2 separate regions of the Mus musculus genome follow, and region 1 is linked to region 2. Evidence: chromatin contacts called from public Hi-C data. All regions are on one chromosome and are shown on one strand. The core of a region is the stretch at or near the end of the contact, and the rest is flanking DNA. Distances in the headings are between cores, read along the strand shown.

Evidence for each region. A called contact is a pair of places that touch in the nucleus more often than the background predicts.
Region 1: a contact with region 2 is called in a Hi-C map of the N1E-115 cell line, with 7 times the contacts expected there. The contact joins two enhancer-like sites. A contact is called at or near these places in 1 of 15 datasets of contacts at CTCF or cohesin (the NIH/3T3 cell line), 5 of 484 Hi-C or Micro-C datasets (the N1E-115 cell line and uterus) and 1 of 9 other capture datasets (adipose tissue).

The regions. Positions count from the first base shown.
Region 1 is chr4:84,403,414-84,410,221 of GRCm38.p6, reverse strand. The region is part of intron 4 of Bnc2 (basonuclin 2); the gene reads left to right. Among named protein-coding and RNA genes, the nearest start is that of Gm33597, 190 kb to the right of the region's middle. Within about 2 kb of position 2,466, at least 31 of the 459 cell types and tissues checked have an H3K27ac peak or open chromatin away from gene starts, as enhancers often do. A contact at or near this core is called in the N1E-115 cell line, where this site is marked.
Region 2 is chr4:84,277,013-84,283,174 of GRCm38.p6, reverse strand. All of the region lies in intron 6 of Bnc2 (basonuclin 2), which reads left to right. Among named protein-coding and RNA genes, the nearest start is that of Gm33597, 59 kb to the right of the region's middle. Within about 2 kb of position 4,859, at least 4 of the 459 cell types and tissues checked have an H3K27ac peak or open chromatin away from gene starts, as enhancers often do. A contact at or near this core is called in the N1E-115 cell line, where this site is marked.

The sequences.
Region 1 (6,808 bases), core at 1,217-3,716, 130 kb before region 2:
TGGCTAGGATGGGGGTCCATGTTCACCTGTTCCCTCTCTGAAGGCTGTCCGGAGACCTGTTGCCACCAGGAGATGTTGCCTTTGTGAAAGAGGCAGGGCATTTATTTTATTATTATTATTTGTAAATTAATTTTTGTGTCCATAGTCCAGATGAAGACTTGATTTTTAAACTTTTTAAATGAGAGGGTAAAGTTATGCAAGTAAAAATATAAGCTAAATTCTAATTTTTTTTAAGGAAATATTTCATTAGAAGTCAAGACTATTGAGAAATCGTTTTCTTGCAGTGGTATATCCATCTGTTTCATAGCTTATGATATGTAGGCCAGTGTTAGAAATGTAACTTATTTGTTTTTCCCTTTGTGGAACTAGTAGTAATTTCATGTTCTGATGAAGCTTAGTTGTTAAAACTGTCTCCATTTTAACTTTCCCAAAGCTGAATCAGTTCTGTGTTCCTGAGCTTGATAGATGTGTTAGAGGGACATTTGGATGGAACAGGAGACTCGATCCGTATAACACTCAGCTTACTGACCTTCACAGCAGGACGTGGGAGGACAGTTATTTTCCTTATAGACTGCTTTAGCCTTAAGGAAGGAAGTACCTGCCACCAAGCTAGTGAATGCTAAAGTTGTCATTGGCTTCCAGGTGATCTGCAGGAAGATGAGTGTCATTCCTTTGGCCGATGCCACCCTGTAAGAAAGACTGCTGTTACGCTGGGGCTTTGGGAGCTTTTCTTCAGTATGTTCTATAAGTGTGATTTCCTTTCCTTGCTTGCAGTTATTTAGGGAAATATAATCCCACATTGTTACTTGACTTAGTGCTTCATCAAACCTGATTTTTTTTCCATACCCATGTTTTATCTATACCTCTTAGCTCTTTCAGTGTAAAAATAAACAGGTTTGCATCATCTGGACTATCCATCACTTAATAGCATATTAAACATATATACGACATAAAGCATTTTCCCGTGGACTTTGGATCCTGTGACACATGAAATGCAAGGACAGTAGAGTTAAGTTAGAGTCATTTACCATCCTACTTTATGATTTACTATGCTGCGAGCCTTATTGCTTATATAGGTCACTGTTTACAGCATTTCTTGTAAAGATTTAATTTTAAAAGAATATGTGTGTGCATACATCTCACACACACACACACACACACACACACACACTATTGCAGTTGGAGTGGAAGACTATGAGTTCCGGTGCTTGTGGAAGCCAAAACAGGACACTGGATCTCCCCAAGTTGGAATTACAGGCAGTTATGAGCCTTCCTACGTGGGAGCTGGGAATGAAACTTGGGTCCTCTGCAAGAGTAGTGTGTGTAGTTACCTGCTGATCCACCTCTCCAGCCCTACTTCTAAATCTTGTATAATCAGCAGAAAGTGATTTTTGTTCTCAGTCTCATTAAGTTTGCATTCTCCCCTTTTACTTAATAGGTCTTCGTAGACTAGAGGCCCTTACTTAAATGGAAAGTATAAAATATCCACCAAAAAAAAGTTGTAGTTTTTTTTAATGTAAGTGTACATCACATAGATGTTGCTGGATTTCCTGTTTTTATTTACTAAACTCATAAATGTCAATTAAGTTTCTATTAAGACTCAGTATGTAAAATGAAATTTTAACCTAGGATCCAAGGCATTCTATAATCAAAACTCTTGGTTATGTTTGTCTTACATTTTGAATCAGGCGCTCTTGGAATTCTGTTTACAAATTCCACAAGTTTATTGTAGACATGGTGCCTTATAAAGACTTGAACAGGACAGATCAAAGTCAATACTTCCATATGAGAGGTCAAATGTCTTTATTATTTGTCTCAGTCTGTGTTAAGCTTACAATTTATGTAAATATCTATGAAAGGAGTTTGCCATCAGCCCCTACCTATCTTGTGTCTCCGTAGCTGTGGCTCATCTTCCTCAGCCAGTTTTCTTCTTCACATTGGAAAGTCTCCCATCCTCAGCAATAAAATGTCTGAAGTGTCTGTGCTCTCCTGTTCATTCTGAGAGACTTGACAGCACTGTCTGGAATCATGTATAGACTTCCCAGGATACATAGCACACTGAGAAGAAAACCGGACTTTCCTTTGTTACAGGAAGATAATGTTCTCACATATTCACCCACAGCACAGCTCTGGCCTTACTCTAACTGACATGGAGAAGGTCTGTCAGCAATTGTACTTTGGAAGAACATTTTTAGCAGGTGTTTAGGACTTGGTGAACTGTAACAGCACACTACTAGGCTGGGTGCTTCTTAGCATAGTGCAGTGATGATAGTCTGACCAAAGGTGGAAGGTTGGCCATTTAAGAAAATGCTTCTAGATTGTTACAGTGTTCCAGAACCTGGCTGTGCCTAGCCTCAGATCCTTTCCTTAGAGGAACCAGCTTTTGCTGTCCCGGCATTCTGTTCTGCTGTCTCCATGAGGAAAGTCCTTGAACATTTCTGTACTTGCTTCACTTGAGTGAAAACAAAGCCATTTCCTGCCTGGCACAGGAGACTGTTGCTTGACCTGGGGGCACAGTGCCCTCTCCTGCCTCTCTCCTCTCCTCCCTGATTGGAGCTGATAAGCCATAAAGGGAGGACATCCTGATGTAAAGGCCTGTGCTTGATTAATGGCTCTGGCTGCTCTCTCATCGCATCCCTCAGCTGCGGGTTCCCTTGCTTTCTCAGCCTACCCACCTTCTGCATGTTGCTTTAAACTCCTTCAATTTTCTTTTAGCATCGTTCAAACAGTGCCTCCTTTTCAAAGTCCTGGGCCATCTGCCTGCTAGCTTCTCAGATATGTTGTCACGTGATGCAGGATGAGTGTTGCAAGATCTTGTGTCCTAAGTACTGTCAGTGCTGATTTACTGGTCAGGGGCTTCCTGGGTGAAACTGACGTTTTCAGAACTCTCTTTCTCAGACTGTGACAAAGCTCTACATCAGTTAAAGGGAGGATGCTAGAGAGAGAGTTAAAGGGACAGCTGTTGAATAAGGAGCTTGCAGCTTGTTCTAGCTCTGACTGTTGGAACCATTTCCAGGTTATTTAATTAAGTTTTTCTCATTTTTTTTTTCTGTGAAGATATCTATATGATTTGTACATAGTAAAAGCCTGGTGAAGTGTTAGTTGTTTTAATTACTGAATCAAAATAACAGATATATCAAAGTTGACTAGTTAAAAGATAGCTGTAGGCAGACTAATGTATTTCCTGTGTTCTGGTTCTTTTATGTGCAAATTCAAATAATAATAGGAATGCGCCTAAATATCACAGTGGCTTGAAGGAAGATAAAATGAGTGGGGAGTTACCCTAATGTTCTGGCATAAGCATTTTAGCTCAAATCCTATGTAGTCAATGCGGTAATTCTAAACATGAACAGTCATGAGACTGTCTAAGAGTTTTAGCCCTTGGGAGGTAGAGGCAGGAGAATCAGCCATTCATGGTCATTCTCAGCTTCATGGTGAGTTTGAGCACAGCCTGGAATACTTGAGACCCCATCTCAGAGACAAAAACAGAGTCTTTCAAAGTGCAGTGTGGAAGGGGGTGTGCTTCAGAGTGGAGTTTTGTACCGGTTTATCTTGGCTGTGAGGCCCAGAGCTCTTCAGGGGCAGTCTCCTCGTCCAAGAACTCTAGGGCAGCTGTGTGGGCCTCATTTGAACAGAAGCAGAGACAAAGTTACTCCAGACAACTTTATCCCAGACCACTGTGAAGTCTCACTAGAGCTTCCCGGTTTTTGAGAAGTAGAGAGCAGTGCATTATGTGTTGAAAACCAAAGAGATTAAACTGAGGAAGAGCTGCCCTTGCTTATCTTCACACCTCTCCTTCTGCGTGTGAATACTTTGATAGGCTCACTACTTTATCATTTTATTGCATTTTATTACATCATAAATTTTTATATCTTGCTAACGATCCTACAGGAAGCTTAATTGTTTATAGGAACATCTTAATTAACTAGAGTTCACCATGTTAAGCGGAACACAAATTGAAGGGGTGATAAATGAAACACCCTCCGTTCCTCTCCTTTTATCGGATGCACTATTCACATAAACTAGCATCTTCCCCCAGGTTGTAAGGACTGGTTCCTAAGCATTCTGTGCTGATGCTCCCCACCATTCTCTCTCTACTGGACCATAATGGCTGACTTCCTCCAACCTCCCTCTACTCCTCTATGGAACTGTGATCAGAGAAGAGTACTCTCACAGAGAATTCTGACCTGTATGCTGTATGCTGAGGGTCCTGAAATACTGTTTTTGCATCCCATTCTTTCCTAAGTACTTGCCTTCTTCAGATCATCCCAAAGCAGATTACTGTGTGCTAGAAAGTGAATCCCCGAGCAGATGATATGATAAGCGGGGGGGGGGGGGGGGGGTGGGTGTTGTTGCTGGTAAGAGGTCCAGTAGCTCTCTCATGGTCTCCTTTTTGGCTCTCTAGTAGAAATGGAATCCCCACGTTGACCTTTCGGCTTTCCTGACTTGTTGATGATGAATTGGTGACGGTAAACATGGGGTCTCAAACCTGTCTACCTTAAAGGACAGTTTATCTGGCCTTCGATTTAGTAGGCCAACAAGTGTGAAGGCAATTCTAGGCCTGGCTGTTGAAGAAAAACACTTCTTTTGAGCCCTTGAAATAAGGCAAGTTCAAGCTCAGATGTGCTGTAAGTGTAAACCAGATTTTGGAGAGCCTGTCTTAAAAAAAACTAGGTTGTAAAATTATCAGTAAGAAGTATTCTGTCTAGTTACATACCAGCATCTCTGTTAGATCTAAGAAAAATTTCTAAAGTTGTATCATGTTTGCTTTTTTTACTTTCCTCAGTGAAAATTGAAAAACTTTTAAAAAGTATGTTGAGGCCTGGGGCTGTAGTTCAGCTGGTACTGGTCTTGCTTGCCCTGCACAAAGTACTAGATTCCCCAACACCACATAAAGCAGGGCAAGTCTACAATTCCTGTGCTCAGGAGGTAGAAGCTGGAGGATCGATTGTTCAAGGTCATCCTTCCTCTCATAGTTAGTTCAAGGCCAAACTCTAGAATCCTCTTTCTATAGCCATGCTGTGATAGGCTATCTGTGCATAACATAAACTTAGATAACCCAGTCTTAGGTTGAAAATGGATTACTAGCAGAGTGGTTAGAACTGATCGGACAACCAGAAAGCCTCAGTTCAGGCTCTAGTCTCTCTTTGGTCACTGTGAAGTCTCCCTAGAGCTTCCCATTGTAGCATTTCCACAGTATGGGACTTGTGTGGCCTTTCCTGTGGTACCCTGTTCATGCCTGAGGAGCAATTCCCCACTGAGTGTCTCCTACAGGAGGCAAGTCTCCCTGTGAAGCCACCCTCCTACTGTGCCAGGGAGCCAGGAGGGGACACTTCATCTTTATGATGCTCTGGTATCAGAAGCCCTAGCTTCTGTGTGTTATGTGAGACAGTGGTTTATGGAAATTTATTTTTCTGTAAGTCTCTGATCTCTGGTTGCCTGCGTCTTTAGCAGAAGCCCCTTGCTGTGGCCTGCAAGGCTGCAGGGTCCTTATCTGAATTCCCATTTTTTAATTCGTTTCTCTTTTGAGTCTTCACTCTGATTTTTCTTTTAATTTTTCTCTGAATCTTTAGACAACAAAGTAAGTGAGAGCGGTATAGAAGGTTTTATAGCTCCACTACCTAGGAAGTACATTTTAAAGACATTAACTTTGCTCGATCATTAACAGATGTTGGTCCTTTTGTTCTATTTAGAAGTTGTAGTCTAGAGTCAAATAACTATTTGAGTTGGTAGTTCTTTCAGACTCCTTTTCCTGCAGTAATATGAGAGTAAGACATTCTTGCTTCCCTCCTTGGCTGATGATGCTTTTTACTATCAGTAAAAATTAAAAAACAAATCAAGTTCTAACATAAAAGAAAACACCTGTTTGGCTTGGAGAACTTGGCTAGGGAGAGCCTTTTTCTGACATGCCAAACGCGACCATCACAGGGCCCCTGAAAAGGGGTCTTTTTTTTTTTTTCTGTCTCTATTTCATGTGAGCATTGGCAGAAACTCTGACAAGCAGTTCTTCATATTTTATTACGTTCTTGTCTGCAGAATCTCTGTCAGGCAAAAACCTTGTCAGCGGAAAACCTGTCGTAGGATCAGAGGAGACAAAAACAGGTGTCACACAGGCAGTCAAAACTGAAGGAAAAAAAAGATTAGGCTAAAGAGAAAGAGGCAGACAATTACATTAATGCCATTGCTTTTATCTTATAGATGTGTGTTATTATCTCGGGGTGCTGAGTGCGCAATTGCCTCACAGAAATGTAGACAGGAGACAAGGGGAAACTTGATAGTTATTAACTGAAGAGGCAGTGTGTCAAAGCTGGATGGGGTTCAAAGTTTTACAGAAGGAAAAAAAAAAACGCAGGCAGCAAGCAACGGCTGTGTGGTTCTGCTTTCGGCTACGTAAACTTAGTAGCAATCTAACATTTTCTACTTGGAAAAAGATCATAGAAAAATTAATGAAAGATGTGATATGGAAGCTTTGGGGGTAACATTTATTCTCTATACTTGCGACTCAGTCTCAGAACCTTTTCTGTCTCATAAAATCTTTCCACAATGAGATACAATGTGAGGCATGAAGACAGGCATTTGTCAGTTCAGCTGTGTTGTTTGGATATGTTTAAAACACCTATTATCAACACACTTTTAATTAAAAAAAGCTATTAAGAAGCCCTTTTACTAAGTGTGAACATCTGTACGTGCAAGCTGTAAATTAGAAGATCACATATGTGTGCCTCAGTCAGAGACTAAATGAATTTGGCAAGTGTTTTCTATTACTGGGATTTTAAACACAGTCATATCTAAAGGAAATAACAAATGC
Region 2 (6,162 bases), core at 3,610-6,109:
GACAATAACTCAGTAACTGAGCACCGGATGAGCTGCCTGATACAGAAATTTCCCAAACTGTGAAGGCATAGCTTGTTCACAGTGTAACACTCCCCTTACATTGTAGCACAACAGGTACGACAGAACAAACAGCACCCTTCAAAAGCCTTCTTGTGTGAGATACAACTGGGCCTTAAAACAGTTAGGGAGCAGGCTGTCGTTGGATATCAATTCTGTACTTAACCTGAGCATGCAACATACACACTCTCTGTCTACCCATCTGCCCTCCCACATGCCATCACTGTGTTAACATTTTTATGCATTCCATAGCCATGACAAATTGTTTTCTAACTGTAGTGCCAAATTTAGTATGCAAAAGACATGTTTGCCTCTGCCAACAAACCAATAATTCTCACTAACATCTTCAGAGTTACAGCATTTATAAAGTTGCAAAGTGGAGTAAACAAACCATCTGTTTGGCTTTTCCATAGATGTCATGCTTTCTTATTAGCATATTACGATTCATTTAGTAAACAAATTTGGTGATTTCGTTCATGTCAAAGTTAGATCGGAAGCCTGAAGATGATTAACATTCCTGGGACAAGCACATTAATACATTGCTTCCTCTGCAAAGTTAAATGGCTTCTCAAGAGAATCGCCCCTTGTTGACAAGATGAGACTGTCAATTTTGTTTGCCTGCCACGTTAGGGGCCATAAGGGGATGGCAGGCTCTGAGAGAGGGGAGTCGTGTAGGCAGCATAATTCACTGTGAATTGAGAAAAGAAGTCTAATTCTGATAAATGGTCGACCCCAATACATCCTACCTGTTATTACAACAGACGTGCCGTATCTGTGCAGTAAATTAGTTAATCCCCTAAAGGGTTTGGTGGGAGCTTATCTTCAAGTGAATGATTTGAATGTAGAGGGAACTGCCTGCGTGACCAGTATGGGTGATTTGTTTTATATTGAAAGGGGTTGAAATAACTGAATTTCATAGTTTGTTAATTTGCAAGAACTTTCTTAGTTCTTATTTCTTGCATTAAGTATGCCTTTCTTTTGGGGGGTTTGAGAATTACCCACTAGAATTTTACATTGGATCTCTTCCTCTGCTAGGGGAGGGTATTCAGACTGTCTGGAGAGAGTGTTTAGTGAAAATTCTGGAACAACTACAGTTTTGTTTTGAATTGTTTTTAGGGAGGGGGTAGTGCTAAAATGTCATTTAACTCATTTAGGTGTAAGCATGCGATTAATTAATAAATAGTGATACACTTTGCAATGAATTCAATAGTCAGTATTGTAGCAGCTCAGCTGAGAAGCAACTGAGAAGTAGGGCCTGTAATCTTCTATTTCTGAGGATTTGAAGAGTGGGTATACATTTCTGTATGGAAATATTTTCCTAACCAATACTGCATTCACATCAGGCACATATACTTTCTTAGATTTGATAAAAATCCCTTTTACTGCCTTCTCCCCTTTCCTCATGCACATAGACAGCTGACACTTCATGTCCAGCAGTTCTGTACACGTGGATTCAACCAACCACAGACAAAGAATGTTAAATGCACCCAACAGCATCCAACACATAGAAACATTCTTTATTGTCACTATTTCCTATATGATGTAGTACAACTATTTGTATATCATTTATGTCACATGGGAATCATATGTAATGACTTAATATACCATGTAGGATTGTGTAGTACCCTTGGAAATACTGTCAGCAGTTTATATAAGGGACTTTTAAGAATCTGTGAATTTTGGTTGGGGGTTTATGCTGACCTAATCCTTCAATGATACCAAGGGATGACTGCTAACACACACACACACACACACACACACACACACACACACACACATCATCATCATCATCAATTCATCATTATCTCCTCCTCCTCCTGTAGACTATGATCATTTTAGACAGTATTGAGAATATTTGGCATACATTTGTGGTAGATTACAAAGTGGAGCAAGAAAGTAAATGCAAAATGTAATCAACAGTGAAGCCTTACTTCCATTTTAACCAAAGAATTGTGTAATAATAATTCACTAAACTCAGAATGGCAAAAAAATAATTTAAAAGTAAGTATTGGACATTTTATATAATATATTAGCTTGATTCATGAATTTGTGAAATCAGTTTCTGACCAGCTGTCTTAATTACTTTCTACTGCTGTGATAAAATACATGAAGGGTCAAAGACCCTTAATGAAACATGGTTTTATTTACTTTAGAGTTCAAGGAATAGTCAACTCTGGTAGGAAAGTCGGTATAGCAAAAACCTGAAGCAGCTGCTTGCATCATATCCAGTCAGGAAGCAGAGACAGTAGATGCCTATGTTCAGCTTATTGTCTCGTTTTTATGCAGTGTAGCCTAGGGAATGGCACCACCCAGTGCAGGTGAATCTTCCCACTTCAATTAACCTAATTAAGGTAATCCCCACACACATGCTCAGAGGCCCATCTCTCAGGTGAGCCTGGATCTCTCTAGATTTCAGGTTGACAAGTGAGAGTAACCATCACATGAAAATGAACAACTAGCAATAAAACCACCTGTTCTTCCCCTGTATTTCAAAACCAAACTCAAACTCTGTTTTTTTTGTTTCCATTTTTGCTTGTCAGACATTACATTAGTTCACGTCGAGCATTTGAGCGAGAGGGGGAAATGAGAGCACAGCCTAGAGTGCTTGTTTTCTTTCCCTGGCTCTGGGCATTTGCTGCATCTTCTGTGCTCTGTGATTGATTGTACCACTAAGGTTTCCTCCAAGAAACAGAAAGGTACACAGCATGACTCTTTAGTCCAGAAGCTTAGGTGTTAGCACCCTGCCCCAATCTAAAACCTTACTACATTTTGACTTTTCTGGGTGTAAGTTTTGGCAGATTTGATGTTGAAGGCAGAAACTCAGAGAACATTTGTAACTCTGTGTGTAGCCCAGGGTAGATGAGTATTTTGAGCCTACGTTCTGTGGTGTGCCTTGAACTTTACTAGAGTGTCCACTTTTGCTCTGTCACTATCGTCATTACACAAACACGGGAAAAATGCTTCTGTCTCATGACTCTCTTCTGCGCTGGGTTGGGGAAACCTCGTGCCAGACTTGTATGTCTTACTGATTGGATGCGACCTGTTTTTCAAGGCTTCCACTTGTTCTCCTGTTCTCTGATGGGCTGACTTACAACGTATCTGTATTTTTGAAAGTATGGGCTAAATCTTAGGCCAGTGTATGAAGCCCTTTGTACCCATGATTTTTTTAAATCTCATTCCTTTTTTTTTTTGTATGTGCGGATAATCTTCTTCATAGCTGTATCTATCACCTGCTTACTCAAGGCAGGCAGAGGCAGCTTCTTATATTCTTCATGCTCTTAGTCTAAATGTTGACAAAATTTAAGTCTTCTCTTAAGGTAAATGTTTGGAACACTGGATTCCTTTCTTTTCAAAACCAAGCATTATCCTTGGATAATGGATCCTTGTGCTGGGCTCTTCCTATTTGCAGCAAGCTGTGCCCTCCCTCCTGTCTTTGGGCTTCTTTTCTCTCAGCATCTGATTGTCAGTAGTGAGTTCTTTCTGTCTTCCTTCTTTTTACCTCTTCAGTTTTGCTGATCCAATTAAACTTGTAATATTCTTCAAATGGCTATTAACCCCGGGTCTTTGAATCTCACGAGGACGGTATTTTTTATGACAGTCAGTGGTTTGAACTGACCGATTAGAGGGTCTGACAATAGGTCTTTGTTAAAGCCAAGCGGTCCATTTGGTAGAGTGAGAACGCTAACCTGAGGAACAGGACCAGTTCCTGCTAGGAACCTTGGTCAGCCCACTTTCCTGCTCTTCTTCCAACCCCAGCAATAGCATGGCAAAGACTCCCAAGTCCAAGGCATGGGGCTAAACCAGCAGGCTTCCCCCAGCCCATTCTCCTCACCCCATCCATGTGTTTTGCATATGGCATTTGGGAAGATTATTAAACAAAAATGAAATAGATTAAGAAGTGAACATAAAAGAATCAATTCTCTTGAACTGTGGTTGCATAATGGAAATCGACTGCTGTGAATGAACCCATGCACTGAAGTTATGAACAGCAAAGTTAATGCACTGCCATGAGTTCATCTTTATTATTACATTACACCTGAATCAATTGATAAAGTAGCTTTTTTTTTGTAAGCGAGAGATGGCACTTAATTGAATAAAAGTCAATGTAATTATATTAGCAGAGGCCAACAGTACTGCTGACAGCGGAAAAGGGACACTGTTGCACCGAGTGCCAGAGCTGGTCTCCACATTTCTGCACATCGTTTGGTTGACAGATATTGAGGGCTGGTACATCATCTAATTAGATTACAGTCCTCTTGTGCTGCATGTGAGAAATGAAGAGAAAAATCTCTTCCTGGTAACATATCAGTGGAGATGTGTAAATTCACAAGTCATCTTATGGCAGAGGTGTCCCTCTGGGTGATCAGCATACCCTCTTGTCAATGTTAATTTATTCTTTCCTATTCAGTCTGTCTTGATGCAACTTTTGTGTGTCTGGCTGCTGTTTTCTCAGCAGCGAACCTAGGAAGTGCAGTGACTGCGGATGTGTGAGCAACAGCACAGAGGTCTAGACTGCAGTCAGATGTGTGCTTATGAAACTCGGAAAGGGTGGGTGTTAAAAGTAATGAGTGACGATAGGGTTTCATGAGCTGCTTACAGTTGGCAGACTGTTTTATCAATAGAGGAGCGATACACATTTTAACTATCTCCACGTTCCTTCTTGTTAAGCCCTGGTGGTATGTGTCTCCCCCGCATGACATTCTAAGAACTTCATGGTAGGCACTTTCTGCACTCTGCTTAGCAGTGTACACTTGAGTCACCTGACACCAGGGACAAGTGGCAGGGGGGTGTTAGGGGAAGAGAGGGTGAATGTCAGAACAGGACTGTGGTGACAACATCTGTTTATCTACATTCATACATCCGCACACTGCATGCATCTGTTTGGAACTCATTTATGGATGATGCTGATGCTGTAAATTCGGTTTTAGCTCATTTGATTTATGGTTTTTGGAATATTCAGGTGATCTGAAAATCAAGACAACATACAGATGATCACTTATGACAGAAAATAATTTTGAGATCAGACAATTTAAATCCCTATTTTATTGTTTAAGTTTTTTAAAACCGGATGCCTAGAATGTGAATTTGTTTTCTCTCTCTCTTTCTCCCTCTCTCTCTCTCTCTTTCTCTCTCTCTCTCTCTGTCTCTCATTCTTGCTTTCTTTTGTGATCGATTTAGCAAAAGATTAGAAAGCTGATCTTATTGTCACAAGGTAAGCTCAGCCTTCCCAAGTGCAGCGTGGAGAGGGCTGCCCCCCTCTGCCCCCTCCACCCAGAGTGCTGATTGTCTCATGTGGAAAGGTGGGACACCTCTCCCTCCTTTCTGGTCCTGGAGGCACATACCTCTCACACATCTCTAGGAAATGTTAGCTATACTTGGTGCCAATTGAAGTGGCTTTTCATTATAAGTAGGAGGTCTCATGAAGTTAATGCTGGCCGTTTAGGTCATTTCTACTATCACAATTAACTTCTCTAAGATGCCAGCTTCTGACGCTGGCAAGTTTTATTTCCTGTTTCTATATCACTTTATTTTTTGGAGGGTAGCTTTCAATTTAGGGACTTGGCAAATATCTGAGCATTTGCAGGTGGAGAGAGGTATATGCCCAAGGGCGCTTTAAAAGTCAACGGGGGATGTAAATACAAGGCAATGTTTTCAGATAAACAGTGACATGGACTTTTCAAGTGAGATCCCTATAGATGCTCTGGGAATGAATCTCACCCTTTTAAACACAAGCAAAGCTTTCGGTGAGGTTTTGCTTGTCAAAGCAAGGGTTCTATTTGTCAAATAAAGGGAATATATGTCATTGTGTTTGAATTTTTTTAATTTACTGTGCATTAATTTTATCCTTTTGGATTTTTTATGGGGGGAGGTAGGGGCCGGATATTTTAGAAAATAGCAGCTTATGCTTTAAAGAATTAAACCTTGAAATAGCATTATTTTATGAAGACAGTTCAATACTATAAAATGTAGTAACTTTTGAAAAAATAAATGTATTTTACTATTAGATTTGACTGGAATTCCAGATAGGTTCAAGAAAGGATCTCTTAACTATTTGAAGTCACTAATTTGCTAAGACTTTTTTTTTTAACTATAAACATGAAATAC